2 separate regions of the Mus musculus genome follow, and region 2 is linked to region 1. Evidence: chromatin contacts called from public capture Hi-C data. All regions are on one chromosome and are shown on one strand. The core of a region is the stretch at or near the end of the contact, and the rest is flanking DNA. Distances in the headings are between cores, read along the strand shown. Region 1 has its middle 15 kb from the start of Ndufv3. Region 2 overlaps Notch3 (notch 3).

Region 1 (6,220 bases), core at 2,320-4,819:
GTTACATCAGCAAGGTTACAGTTCAAGCTTATTGGGTAAGCATATTGACCTTTAAATCTATTGGCTAGCAAACATGACACACATTTGAACTCTACCTGGGACTTTGCAGAGGGTCAGGTGACTATCAGTCAGTACATTTGGAAAATCTTTTACTCAAGAATGTTCCTGGGCTGGTGAGATGGCTCAGTGGGTAAGAGCACCCGACTGCTCTTCCGAAGGTCCAGAGTTCAAATTCCAGCAACCACATGGTGGCTCACAACCATCCGTAACAAGATCTGACTCCCTCTTCTGGTGTGTCTGAAGACAGCTACAGTGTACTTACATATAATAAATAAATAAATCTTTAAAAACAAAAAAAAAAGAATGTTGCTGTGTGTGGGTGGAGAGTAAGGGTTCCCAATAGCTAGGGAAAGTGATTGTCGCCTCAGAGACGTGGCAGGAGCCTTAGTTTAAATGCCTAATTGGCTGTTAGTACTGTGGCCTTGCATCATCCAAATAAGGACACTGCACCTTCCTGGAGTTCATGGGTACGTAGGGAGGTGGGACGGATGCAGGGTAGGGGGACAGTCTATGGGGAACCCTTGCAGGGACCCGCAGGATGGTAGAGGGCAGATTAAAGAAGCAGTCTGTGGGAAAGAGGCAAAGACAGACCACCACGAGATTGATAATGGGAATCCTAGAAAGGGGTCCTCAAGGCCTTAGCATGTGCCCAGGTGCTGAGCTAGCTAGCATTTGGACTGTCAGAAGCTGTGGACACAATTTGAGGCTAGTCCAAACCTCTGGCCTCTGGGAGAACTTAACTCACTCCTGTATTTTGTTGAAAGTGGAAAAAAAAAAACACTCTATAATTTGATTGATATTCTCACTCCCCTTCCCCCAACTATGGTGGTAGGCAGCAGTGTGGCAGAGGTGGAAAGGGTCTAGAAAGGGCATGTGAACGAAGCCAGGCGGTGGTGGCACACGGGAGGCAGAGGCAGGCGGATTTCTGAGTTCGAGGCCAGCCTGGTCTACAAAGTGAGTTCCAGGACAGCCAGGGCTATACAGAGAGACCCTGTCTCGGAAAAAAAAAAAAAAAGGGCATGTGAGCATGTGAAGGTTTGAGATTCTGTCCCCCCTCTGGGTGAAGACTTACACAGTAAAAGACACTTAAAGCTCCTGCTAGTCTTGGTGCCGAATGGGATATGGAAGAAGGATGAAGCCGGCACCAGCAATGATCAGGATACTGCCATGCTCAAGAAGTGGGTGGTGAAGTTGAAGCCCAAGACAGCCATAGTTCAACCACCATCTTGAAAGCCAGTCCAGGCCATGGTCTCTCCAACCTCATGCTCATGCTGACATGGGAGAGCCCCAGTGAACAGAGAGGCACTTGCGGCTAAGCCTGATTACTTGAATTCAAGCCCCAGGGCCCACCACATAGGATAGAACTGATTCGCACATGTTACCCTCTTACTTCAATTCATGGCCATGGCATGTGCATATCCACATACATACATATACATTATATGCGCGTACATATTAAATAAGCATCATTGGGCTTACACACACACGTGTAAATACCTATACTAACAAGTACGTATAACACACACACACACACACACACACACACACACACACCACAAAATACAAACACCATAAACATCACCAACAAAACCCAGAGGAAGGTGGCACAAAAGGCCGAGCCTTTGGGAGGCTCAGACCATGACAATTCCTATAAGGGAAGCCCCAGAGAGTTCTCTTCCTTGCCACTGTGTGAAGATGCAGTTAGCAAGCACCATTCAATCAAGTACTAGATCACTTTGAAATGACTCCAAACACCATTGGCTACCTGAGTGTTGTATGCCGGCCTGCGGCCTACATGAACCGGGTACACCTGGGGGGCAGGCTGGGGCTGAAAGAAACTTAGACGGCGAGAAAAGAACGAGGCCAAGAAGGCCCACGAGTTTACTTAGAGATTGTGCTTATAAGGGGGAAGGCCCACCCCCCCCCCCAACCAGTCCACTCTTGGTGCCTGGAGCTGAAAGAAAGATAAAATTTCAAGACCTGTAAGTCATGTAACGTACTCAGAAATTGCTGGTTGTTTGTGAGCCTAGAGGCTGCCTGGGGCTGAGAAAAAAGAAAAACAAACCTGGGTATGCCCCATAGTTAAAACATTCCTGGGAACATCTTGACCATAAGATAAAGGGGAATGTGAAGACATAACAGGGCTATCTGAACTGAATCAACAACTCACAGAACTCTGACACCCTGCACGTACATGTAATTTTTCTGCTGATGTTTGAATAAGCCAATAGTGTGTTGCTGTGCTGAATTCCATACCCCTAAGCCCCTTACCCCATAAAAACCCCTAGCTTTCGAGCCTCGTGGCCGACACCCGTTATCTCCTGTGTGGGATGCATGTCGGTCCGGAGCTCCGTAATTAAACGACCTCATGTAATTACATCAAGATGGTCCTTCGTGATTTTTTTGAGTGCACGCCGAATCGGGAATGGAGGGGGGGTTTCCCCACTAGGTTCTATCAGAGCCATTCTGTCAGCACTCTGTCGCCAGGCTGGTTGCTTATTCAGCAATCTCTCAGGAAGACAGGTTCAGCCTCTCGGCAGGTAGCAGAAGAGCAGGGCAGTTGTCACTTCAAAAAGGAGCCAGCCGAGTCAGAAAGCTGCACCTCAGTGGCGACAAGATTTGTACCAGCCCACTTCAGGTTGGGGGAGGCTACACCAGAGTGGTCTATGCTTCACTGGGACATGAATTTGGAGGAAAATCCACCTTCCCTGAGAGGACCACATCGTACTTCACCAAACACCTGTCTCAACTACTGGATCCGATACCTCAGCTTGACAACAACCAAGAGCTTGACTGACGCTCAGAGCTCAGCAGGGACAGGAGCTGACCTCTAAGCTAATCTCCAAAGCCTCTTTTTCATAAGCTGCACTGCCCATGTACCTGTTTGGAGAACTCACACACCCAGTGGGAGCATTCACACACTCAGTGGGAGTACTCAACACAGTGGGAGTACTCCTGTGCCCTGTGTGAGCACACATTCACCCAGTAGGAACACCCTCACATGCCCAGTGCGAGCACTCACATGCCCAGTGGGAGCATTCCATGTCTACCAGGATCTTTCCACACCCATTCCGATGCTCTGGTCACACCCATCCCAGAGAGCCTCGTGACTTTAGTCAGGTTTGACATCCTTCAGGCTTGACGAGGCAGAGCTACCAGCCATGTCCAAAGTCAAGGTTTCTCCCTTCCCTCACCCCTTGTTAGGCACTGTGAACAAAAAGTCACCTTCTCTGTGCTTGGTCAGTCATGTGATCCACAAACTCAGGCCTGCATCATCTTCCTGTCTTAACTTTACAGAACGACCAGGAAAATGGCCCTTGCCATACTAAATCTGCCTGCTCCCTGGTCTTGGACTCCCTAACTCTAGAATGGCAAGGAATAAGTCTGTGTTTCCATGAGCCCCACCACTAACGGCATTTTGTTGCAGCAGCCCATATGGGCTAACAAAGAGAGCTCCCTTCCCTTGGCAGGTTCCCAGCCAGCGGCTGCTCCCACACAGCCTAGGGGAACATGACAGAGTCAGAGTAGAAAGATCGCTCCCATTGTGTGTGCTGGCAATGTCTTCTGAACATTGGACAGCTTGGCTCTGTGAATTTCCTGACTGGGCCCCGCACCTCCCCCACCGGCTTCTCAGAAGTCCTCCTCTGGCTGGTCCAAGAGCAATGGCAAGTGCATTGCTCTCAGGAAAGCCTCAGTGCGTCCTCTTTATATTCAGCCTGTGCATGTGGAACGTTGAAGGACCTGGCTGAGGAAAATCTGTGTGGAAAAAGCATGTTCCTCTAGCCTATTATCCCCCGTTCTCCTCCCTCCTCTCCTGTCCCCTCCTCTCCCTTCCCCTCACCCCTCCTACTCTTCCCTTCCCTCCTCCTCTCTCTTCTCTTCCCCTCCCTTCCCCTTCCCTTCCCCCCTTCCCCTCTCCTTTCTTCTCCCCCTCCCCTGTCTTCTTTTCCCCCTCCCCTCCCCTCCTCTCCTCCCCCTCCCCTGCTCCTCCTCTTCCTCCATCCCCTCCTCCTTTCTCCTCCCCTTCCCCCTTCTTCCCTGCCCCTTCCCCCTCCTCTCCTCCCCTTCCCTCTCCCTCCCCTCCCTTCTCCCCCTCCCATTAGTCTCTTTTGTTCCCTAGAATGTTTTGATTCAGTTTTCATGTCATCTGTACATACATGCTCTTATAAATCTGTACAATATCTAGGATCCACAAATGAGAGAAAACATAGGATTTTTGTCTTTCTGAGACCACCTTGATTCATTCAATACAGTTCTCTTTAGTTGTTTGAAAATGGCCTCACGCAATCCAGTATAATGAAATAAGATGATAAAATAATAAAATAAAATGAGAAATGTGGGCTTGCAGTGCTCCCTTTTCTTCTCTTTTTCTTTTGCTTTTTCTTTTTCTTTTTTTTTTTTTTTTTTTTTTTTTTTTTTTTGAGACAGGGTTTCTCTGTGTAGCCCTGGCTGTCCTGGAACTCACTCTGTAGACCAGGCTGGCCTCGAACTCAGAAATCCACCTGCCTCTGCCTCCTGAGTGCTGGGATTAAAGGCGTGCGCCACCACGCCCGGCTGCAGTGCTCCTTTATCTTTAGCATAAATCATTATCAACAACAACAAAAAATAAGTTTTCCCTGAGAGTTGGAAAGCCATAAAGCACTATCACTAACATCTGCTCCTTTGCTGTTTGTTTCAAGACAGAGTTTCTCCGTGTGGTCCTGGCCGTCCTAGAATTTGGGATTCAAGGTCTGTGGCACCACTGTTCAGCCCCTAACATCTGCTTTTTACTTAAAGGTACCACACGGATGAGCAGGAGGTAGGGGCACATCTGTCCCTGTCTCCTTAAAATGATGCAGACCCCATATGACAGCCGTAAACAAGCTCCTGCAGCTCCACCATTGTCCCCTTAGCACGCTAGTGTTGGTGATTCCAGATCTACACTAGTGTGTGTCTATGAGCTGTCTGGGCTCTGCCGAGGCCGGAGGCAAGTGACCTGTGTCCTCTTCCCGACTCAATGGGAGGTGGGCGAGGCACACATAGATTGGCCATCTATCTCAATCTCTACTCCTTTACAGCACGCATTCCTGAACACATGACACCCCAACACTGGCCATGTGGGATACCACAGTCAGTTACAACAGTTGTTCTTAAACATGTATGTAAGGCCAGGAAAACATGGCCACAAATATTCACTGTGGCTTGGTGAAAGGCTTCATTGTGCTTGAGCCATGCATATCCTTGCTGTGTGTTCTAGGGAGTGCCAGGTAAGCTAGGGAGCTTGTGACAAGGCAGTGGCTAGGACACACACACACACACACACACACACATACACACATACACACATACACACACACACACACATATTTGCGTGTGTATGTATATGCATATGTGTGTATGTGTGTATGTGTATATGTATGTGCATGTGCATATGTATTTTACATACACACACATATGTGCATGTGCATGTATATGCATATGTGTGTATGTGTGTATGTGTATATGTATGTGCATGTGCATATGTATTTTACATACACACACACACACACACACACATATATATATACATATATATATCCAGTCTTGGTGTTTTGTCCAGTGGGCAGCAGTGGCTTTGCCTTTCAGGGACTGCTGTTCTAGAGAGCTCTGTTGCACAGGATTATCTTCTGAGCCAGACAGATCCCACCTTCATGAGTTCAGCTGTGTTTGCTTGCAAAAGATCATCACAGCTAGGCATGTTGACTGGTGACATTCCCTCATAGGAGGAGGGAGCAGGGAGAGTCATGGGACCCTCACCTGAGTGTCCAGCCATTCCCTGCAACCAGCTGTATGTGATTCTGTCCTGATCGAGTGTGGTCTCCAGGGTTTCATGGAGGGGCTAGAGCACATAGATTTGGAAGAATGAGGGGAAGGGTTTCTATCCACACAGCCTTGGGAGTGTTACCATCCACGCTGGGTACAGACCTTCCAGTGTGGCTACTTTAAGGTCACCCATACTTTTACCCATACTCCCCATCAATGCTAAATAAGCCTAATAAACTCACTGGTTCCCAAGGCTCAACTTTGGTGGAATGAAACTTAGATTTGTCATTGAGAAAGAAAATTCTCAAAACAAGAACGCAGGATACCTACCTCCGGCACAACCTAATACTCTGATTCTGGGACACAAAGGAGAAAGTGA
Region 2 (6,220 bases), core at 1,699-4,198, 590 kb after region 1:
AAGAGGGGATGATGGACCATGAATGAGCCAAGCCACCCCTCTTCTTGCCACTCTGGACTGAAACAGCTGGACTGACACCTTCAGTGAACTTCTCTGTGTCACAGCTGGGCTGAAGCCTTCGCTGCATCAGTGAACTCTGTGTCACCAGCTCAGATCAGCGTGACACCCTCTAGGAGCAGGTCAACTCCTTGACGGACGCGGTACTCTACAACTCAAAAGGACTAGCTCTGACTGCTGCCCTCCTTGATCAGGGCTGCTACCACGCCAACAAATGCTGCCTGGTTTGAAATGGGGCCTAAAGGCACAGGGACCAGACAAAAGTTCCTCCTGGCTTCCCCCCACTCTGTCTCTTCCCCTGCCTCACGCTTTCTCCCTTCTTTATCTTAATACCTACATTTTTACCGTGTCTTTAAATGTTTTGCTTACTGAACCCACGCAGAATTTCCCATTCGAGCTCTCTCAGTGGCTCTCATCCCACAACAGCTCCATTTGTTCCTGACACATCTGAGAAACAACAACAATTTCTATTCAGCACCTAAACAACAATTGTTTAGGTGCTGAATAGAAAAGGGACCGTGATCTCTTCCACCACAGGCCAGATACAGTTCTTCACATTAACCCTTTATTGACCCCTCTTCCCGTCCTCTGCTGCTTTGTAGCCCTCTGCTGCTTCTGCTAGCTCATTTTTCTAGCAGTCCTGGCAATGGGACCAGTCACTGTCACCCTGGGACCAGCCTCTGCCCACTTTGTCTCACTCTTGTCTCTTCTGCCTAGGCTCCTGCTCCTCCCCCTCCCTCAACCTTCCCAGAAAATCTCTCAGCTCTACTCTATAACCAAATCATCTGCTTGTGGCCTTCTAATAAATATTTTCCCAGCTCTCCTCAGGAATGCGGAATGACAATGGCCTGATCCATCACAGCTAATCAAGACTCTAGCATACAACATGGCCAGAGAGTTTCCCTTTACTGGACCCAGAACTAACCCCTCTGATAAAGACTCTCCTCCGGGGAAAGAAAAGAAAAAGCTATGACATCCTGCCCTGCGTCTTTTTAATATCCTCTCAGAATTGGGACCGAGTTTCCTGCTGAAGGACTACACTTCCCAGCTTTCCTTGTGGACTACAGGAGTCCTCCCTTATAAGAGGCACATCCCATCTTCCCCTGTAGGCATTTTGGCATCCACAATCAAGTCTTTTTCTCTCTACCTTTGGCCCCTCTATTGTTGCCTTTTAAAAGTTAGCTAATATCAACCATGAATGACTGCCCTCCCCCCACCCCCACCCCCAGGTCATTTGCCTGTTACAGTAGTCTTACAGGACTAAGACTACTTAGGAGAGACATCAACTTGCCATAAAAAGCTGGGAGTGTCTGAGTTTGTTGAGGCCCACTTAATGCAAAGCTGCTTCTTAAATAGAATCTGAGTTCTAGTTCCAATCCTTGGTGGAACCCAACATGCTACTTATGACTGTCTCCTTTTAAGAGTTAATTCGGGGAGCTGGGAGATGGTTCAGTGGTTAAGAGTACTGGCTGATCTTCTAGAAGACCCAGGTTCAGTTCCCAGCACCCACATAACAGTTCACAACGGTCTGTAACTCCAGTTCCAGAGGATCTGATGCCCTCTCCTCTTCTGGCCTGTGTGGGCACTGCATGCACGGGGTGCACAGACATACATGCAGGCGAAACACCCTACACATAAAGTAAACATAAATAGACTATTTTTAAAGGTATCCCAATAGAGTCTGTCAATTATCTGTCCAAGAGTCTGCCTTTGTCCCGCCAAAAACTCTGAGTCACCTAAAGACATGCTATTGACAGGGAAGGACTAATTATCCCCTTAATGACATATTGTATTTTCCCTTCCTAGGAGCCTCTCCCTCAAAGCAGCTACTTGCAGGACATCCATCAGGCAGGCAGCACATTGGAGCCACCATTATGCACCCTGCCAGCTTTTCTGAATATTTTTTTCTTTTTCTGTGTATACATGGGGTATGTGTGTGTGTGTGTGTGTGTGTGTGTGTGTGTGTCTGGAATTACAGGTGGCCATCACACCCACTTAGCATTTACATAGGTTTCTGAAGATCCAAACTCAGGTCTTCGCCCTGGCATAGCAAATGCATTGGCCACCGCACCCCTTTTCTTTCTTCTCAATTCCTTTTCTTTCAGATCCTGGCTAAAGCCAGGACATGAGCTCGCACTTGTCCTCGGAAGCTCACCTCTCCCCCAGCTCCCACCAGGCTGCGGCTTTCCAGCCACAGCTCAAAAGACATGAATGCATCTTCTCCATCTCTCTATTCCAGAGAGACTGACAGCTTGCTTGATCTGTTGCTTTGCTATCAAACTCTAGTCTAACTGTGTTTGAGCTTCCTTCTGAGACCATTTCTAAATCCTTTTGTTGTTGAAACAAAGGCCCACCCAGGGAAGAAGCCCACTATACTCAGTAACATTGTAGAGATGGGATGCTCCTGGTGGGATGCTGCCCCACAGGCCGGAGTGCACAGCCCAGACCTTCATCCAACACGCAGACCAAGAATTACCCAACCATAGATGTCAATGCTGATGAAGTTGAGAACCAAGGGTACGTCAAACAAATGTGTGTAAGTGTCTTAGAGTGTCTACAGCTGTGCGGCCTGTGAATACAAGAACCCTTGCTGTGACCCTTGCTCATGACATACCCAAGCCAAGCAGGCCACTACCAGGCAGCTGCCCCCACAGATCACCACATGCAAGTTTATCCCACTGTCTAGCAGGTAGCAGGAGAGTCCGTTTCCTTAACAAAGCATCTAGACAGCACACTAAGAAGCAAGCTCGTGTGCTTGGTCAGTGTGGGCAAAGCATGAGCGTTTACCCCCAGTTGGCGATGAAGTCCCGTTGGGGGGTGGTTTTGTGCACTGTGTATTCAGATGCTGATTTCTGTTCCCAGAGATCTGGTTACAGTCCAGACTTTGGTCTAACTTGGTATTTTGTAAAACAATGTTCTCCATCGTCTCCTGATTGGTTAAATAAAGAGCTGAATAGCCTATAGCTGGGCAGGAAGGCAAAAGGTGGCCTTTCTGTGCCTGGCAGAAAAAGAGGGTCTCAGCCGGGCGTGGTGGTGATCCCGGCCTTTGATCCCAGCACTCAGGAGGCAGAGGCAGGCAGATTTCTGAGTTCAAGGCCAGCCTGGTCTACAGTGTGAGTTCCATGGCCAGCCAGGGCTACACAGAGTAACCCTGTCTGAAAACAAAACAAAACAAAAAAATAAAAACAGACAAAAACTGTACTTAGATGCTACCAGAATGGCTTCAATCATGAAAACAGCCAAAAAAGGGAAAAAGAAAGAAAGAATACAAACACTAGAGAAAGGGATCTTCATGCCCTATTAATGATAAAGTAACTAAGTATGCTAAGTAGTAAGTATAGAGAATGCTATGGAGGGTCCTCAAAAAACTAAATGTAGAACTACCCTAGGGGGCTGGAGAGATGGCTCAGTGGTTAAGAGCAGTAACTGCTCTTCCAAAGGTCCTGAGTTCAAATCCTAGCAACCACATGATGGCTCACAACCATCCGTAATGAGATCTGACGCGCTCTTCTAGAGTGTGTGAAGACAGCTACAGTGTACTTGCATATAATAAATAAATAATTCTTAAAAAAAAAAAAAAAGAACTACCCTAGGTTCAGGTATGGCACTCCTGTGCCCCTGGGTCTATACTTGAGGGCTGAGTCAGCATACAATAAGAGATGTCTGCATGCCCATGCGAACTGTGGCATCCACATTGCTATTCGAAGCCGGTACACTATGGAGTCAGCCTAAGTGCCCACCCACACTGCATACAATGGAGTTGCTCAGCCTAGGTGCCCACCCACACTGCATACAACAGAATGCTACTCAACCAAAACAAAGAAAGAAATTGGGCTGGATGTGATGACGAATGCCTAACTTGGGAAACAGAGGCAGGAGGGTCCAGATTTCAAGGTCGTTGACTACACAGTAAGTTGGAGGCGAGCCTAGCTTGCATGAGACCCTGTCTCAAAAGTCGGGGGAGCCAAATTAAACAATCTTCAAGAAATGAATAGAACTGGAGATCATCACAGTAAGTGAAATAAGTCAGACTCAAAGACAAGCACTTTGGGTTTGATCAACGATTTGGACTCTAGAAGGAAGCCCGGGAGGAAGGGGAGGAAGAGGAGTATCATAATGTGAAAGTGGGGGATGGGGTCTAGGAGATGGGGGAGGGGAAAGGAAGGGAGTGGAAGAAAAAGGGAAGGGAGGGGAGGAGAAGGGAGTCTACATCTTTTCTGAACCAGAACACTCTGTGGGTCCTGTTCCATCCGTTTGGGAGCCCTGGCGTGCACACCTTGCTGTCAACGTAGGTGTGACTTCACATTAAGAGGGCAGTGGCACCACAGCCCCTCCCCATCCCCTCCGCAGCACTTACCAAGCTCATCCACTGCATTGACATCGGCATGGCTGGCGATGAGCTCTTCCACCATGCCCTCCACTGCCAGGCGGGCTGCCAGGATCAGTGCAGTAGAGCCATCTGCCATTCGGGCATCCAGGTCAGTGGAGCGGTTCCTGATGAGAATCTAACGACGACAAAAGCCATGGCAGGACATTATGCCAAGGGAGGAGTATACCACACCCTGAACCCCAAATGCCACAGCTTTGGAACCCAGGAGCTACAGATATCTCCTGACTTAAAATGAGGTGCTATTCCTGCTAAGCACATTATAAATCAAAAAATATGCTCATTCAAAATGGATTTAAGTAACAGTATGATATGGAAGGACAGGGAGATGGCTCAGGGGACAAGCACCTGACGTCAGAGCCCAAAGTCCACCTAAAAAGCCAGTCTTGGTCATGTGTGCCCCAGGGCTGTGGGGAAGAAGACAAGAGGATCAAGAGAGCTTTCTGGACACCAGCTCAACTCCAGGCTCGCTGATGGGCTCTGTCTCAAAAGATTGGGTGGAGCACGATAGAGCAGAACAATCAACAGCCTCCTCTAGCTTCAGCAAGCTGGGCAATGTACATACCCAGGTACACATATGCCACACAAACAAACACAAACCAATCAGCATAACATACACACACACACCAAATAAATGTAATTTTAATGATACTTTTTAAAAAATTCTATCCAGGGCTGGTGAGATGGCTCAGTGGGTAAGAGCACCCGACTGCTCTTCCGAAGGTCCAGAGTTCAAATCCCAGCAACCACATGGTGGCTTACAACCATCTGCAACAAGTTCTGACTCCCTCTTCTGGAGTGTCTGAAGACAGCTACAGTGTACTTACATATATTAATAAAATTAAAAAAGAAAAAAATTCTATCCAGTGTTAGTGGTGCATGCCTTTAATCCTAGCACTCCAGAGGCAGAGGCAAGTGGATCTTTCTGAGTTCGAGGCCAGCCTGGTTTATTGGAGTGAGTTCTAGCACAGCCAGGACTATACAGAAACCCTGTCCTGGGGGGGGGGGGGGGGGGCCGGCGGGAAATCTAGGTGAGATACTACCTATTCCTATTTCCAAATGACAAAAGCCTTGCAAGACAGACCGGGGCTCCAATCTAGGTGTGTCTGATCCCCTCCCAGCAGCTCTGCAGTCTGAAGAGACAGGCCTGTCTCACCTGGAAGACACCCTGGGCATCAGCTGTCACTGCGGTGTGCAGGGGGGTGCGGCCCGAATGATCCTGGGCGTTGGTGTCCGCCCCAGCATCCAGGAGACGCTTGGCTGCATCCGCTCTAGCATAGCGGGCAGCCAAATGCAGGGCGGTCTCGCCAGTGCGGTCAGTCCGTGCCCCGAGCTGGGCCCCTTGACAGATCAGATCTGAGATAATGCTGGCTGATGTGTCATCCGCCTCATCCTCCTCAGCTGGCATCGGCTCCAGGGCTCCCCCACAGAAGGAGGCCAGCATAAGTGGGGTGAAGCCATCTGCAGGAACCAGTAGTGTGTCACAGGCATAGGGGTCTTCCTGGGGCAAATGTCAGGGGCACTGTGACACACAGCGCCACAGACAGAGGTAAATTCTCCCAACTGCAAAGCCACCCCACGAAGATTACATGATGGACCGCAAAAGCGATTCCAGGAAGCCGAGCACTTGGAATAAAGGGGAAGGGAACCACCTTTTCCCTAGTTCTCCTCACGAATTCCCTAATAGCAAGCCCTACTTAGACCAGATGGGGACTGGCTTATCTGCATATTATAGGCCCTAGCCACATTCATTGGCCCAGGAATAAGTACGTGGTT

The links. Capture Hi-C pulls out chosen DNA fragments and counts their contacts.
Region 2: a capture Hi-C map of embryonic stem cells shows a contact between it and region 1, with 2.4 times the contacts expected there. The contact joins two enhancer-like sites. A contact is called at or near these places in 1 of 115 datasets of contacts at active chromatin or transcription factors (large pre-B cells) and 1 of 9 other capture datasets (embryonic stem cells).

What each region holds. Positions count from the first base shown.
Region 1 is chr17:31,532,417-31,538,636 of GRCm38.p6, forward strand. No RefSeq gene overlaps it. Among named protein-coding and RNA genes, the nearest start is that of Ndufv3, 15 kb to the left of the region's middle. Within about 2 kb of position 3,570, at least 123 of the 459 cell types and tissues checked have an H3K27ac peak or open chromatin away from gene starts, as enhancers often do. A contact at or near this core is called in embryonic stem cells, where this site is marked.
Region 2 is chr17:32,127,788-32,134,007 of GRCm38.p6, forward strand. Notch3 (notch 3) reads right to left here. Exons shown (of 33, transcript NM_008716.3): 30 at 5,601-5,905; 31 at 4,415-4,562. It overlaps Gm38585 (a long non-coding RNA gene), which reads left to right. Exons shown (of 2, transcript XR_876750.3): 2 at 1-3,705. Among named protein-coding and RNA genes, the nearest start is that of Gm41568, 8.9 kb to the right of the region's middle. Within about 2 kb of position 2,949, at least 2 of the 459 cell types and tissues checked have an H3K27ac peak or open chromatin away from gene starts, as enhancers often do. A contact at or near this core is called in embryonic stem cells, where this site is marked.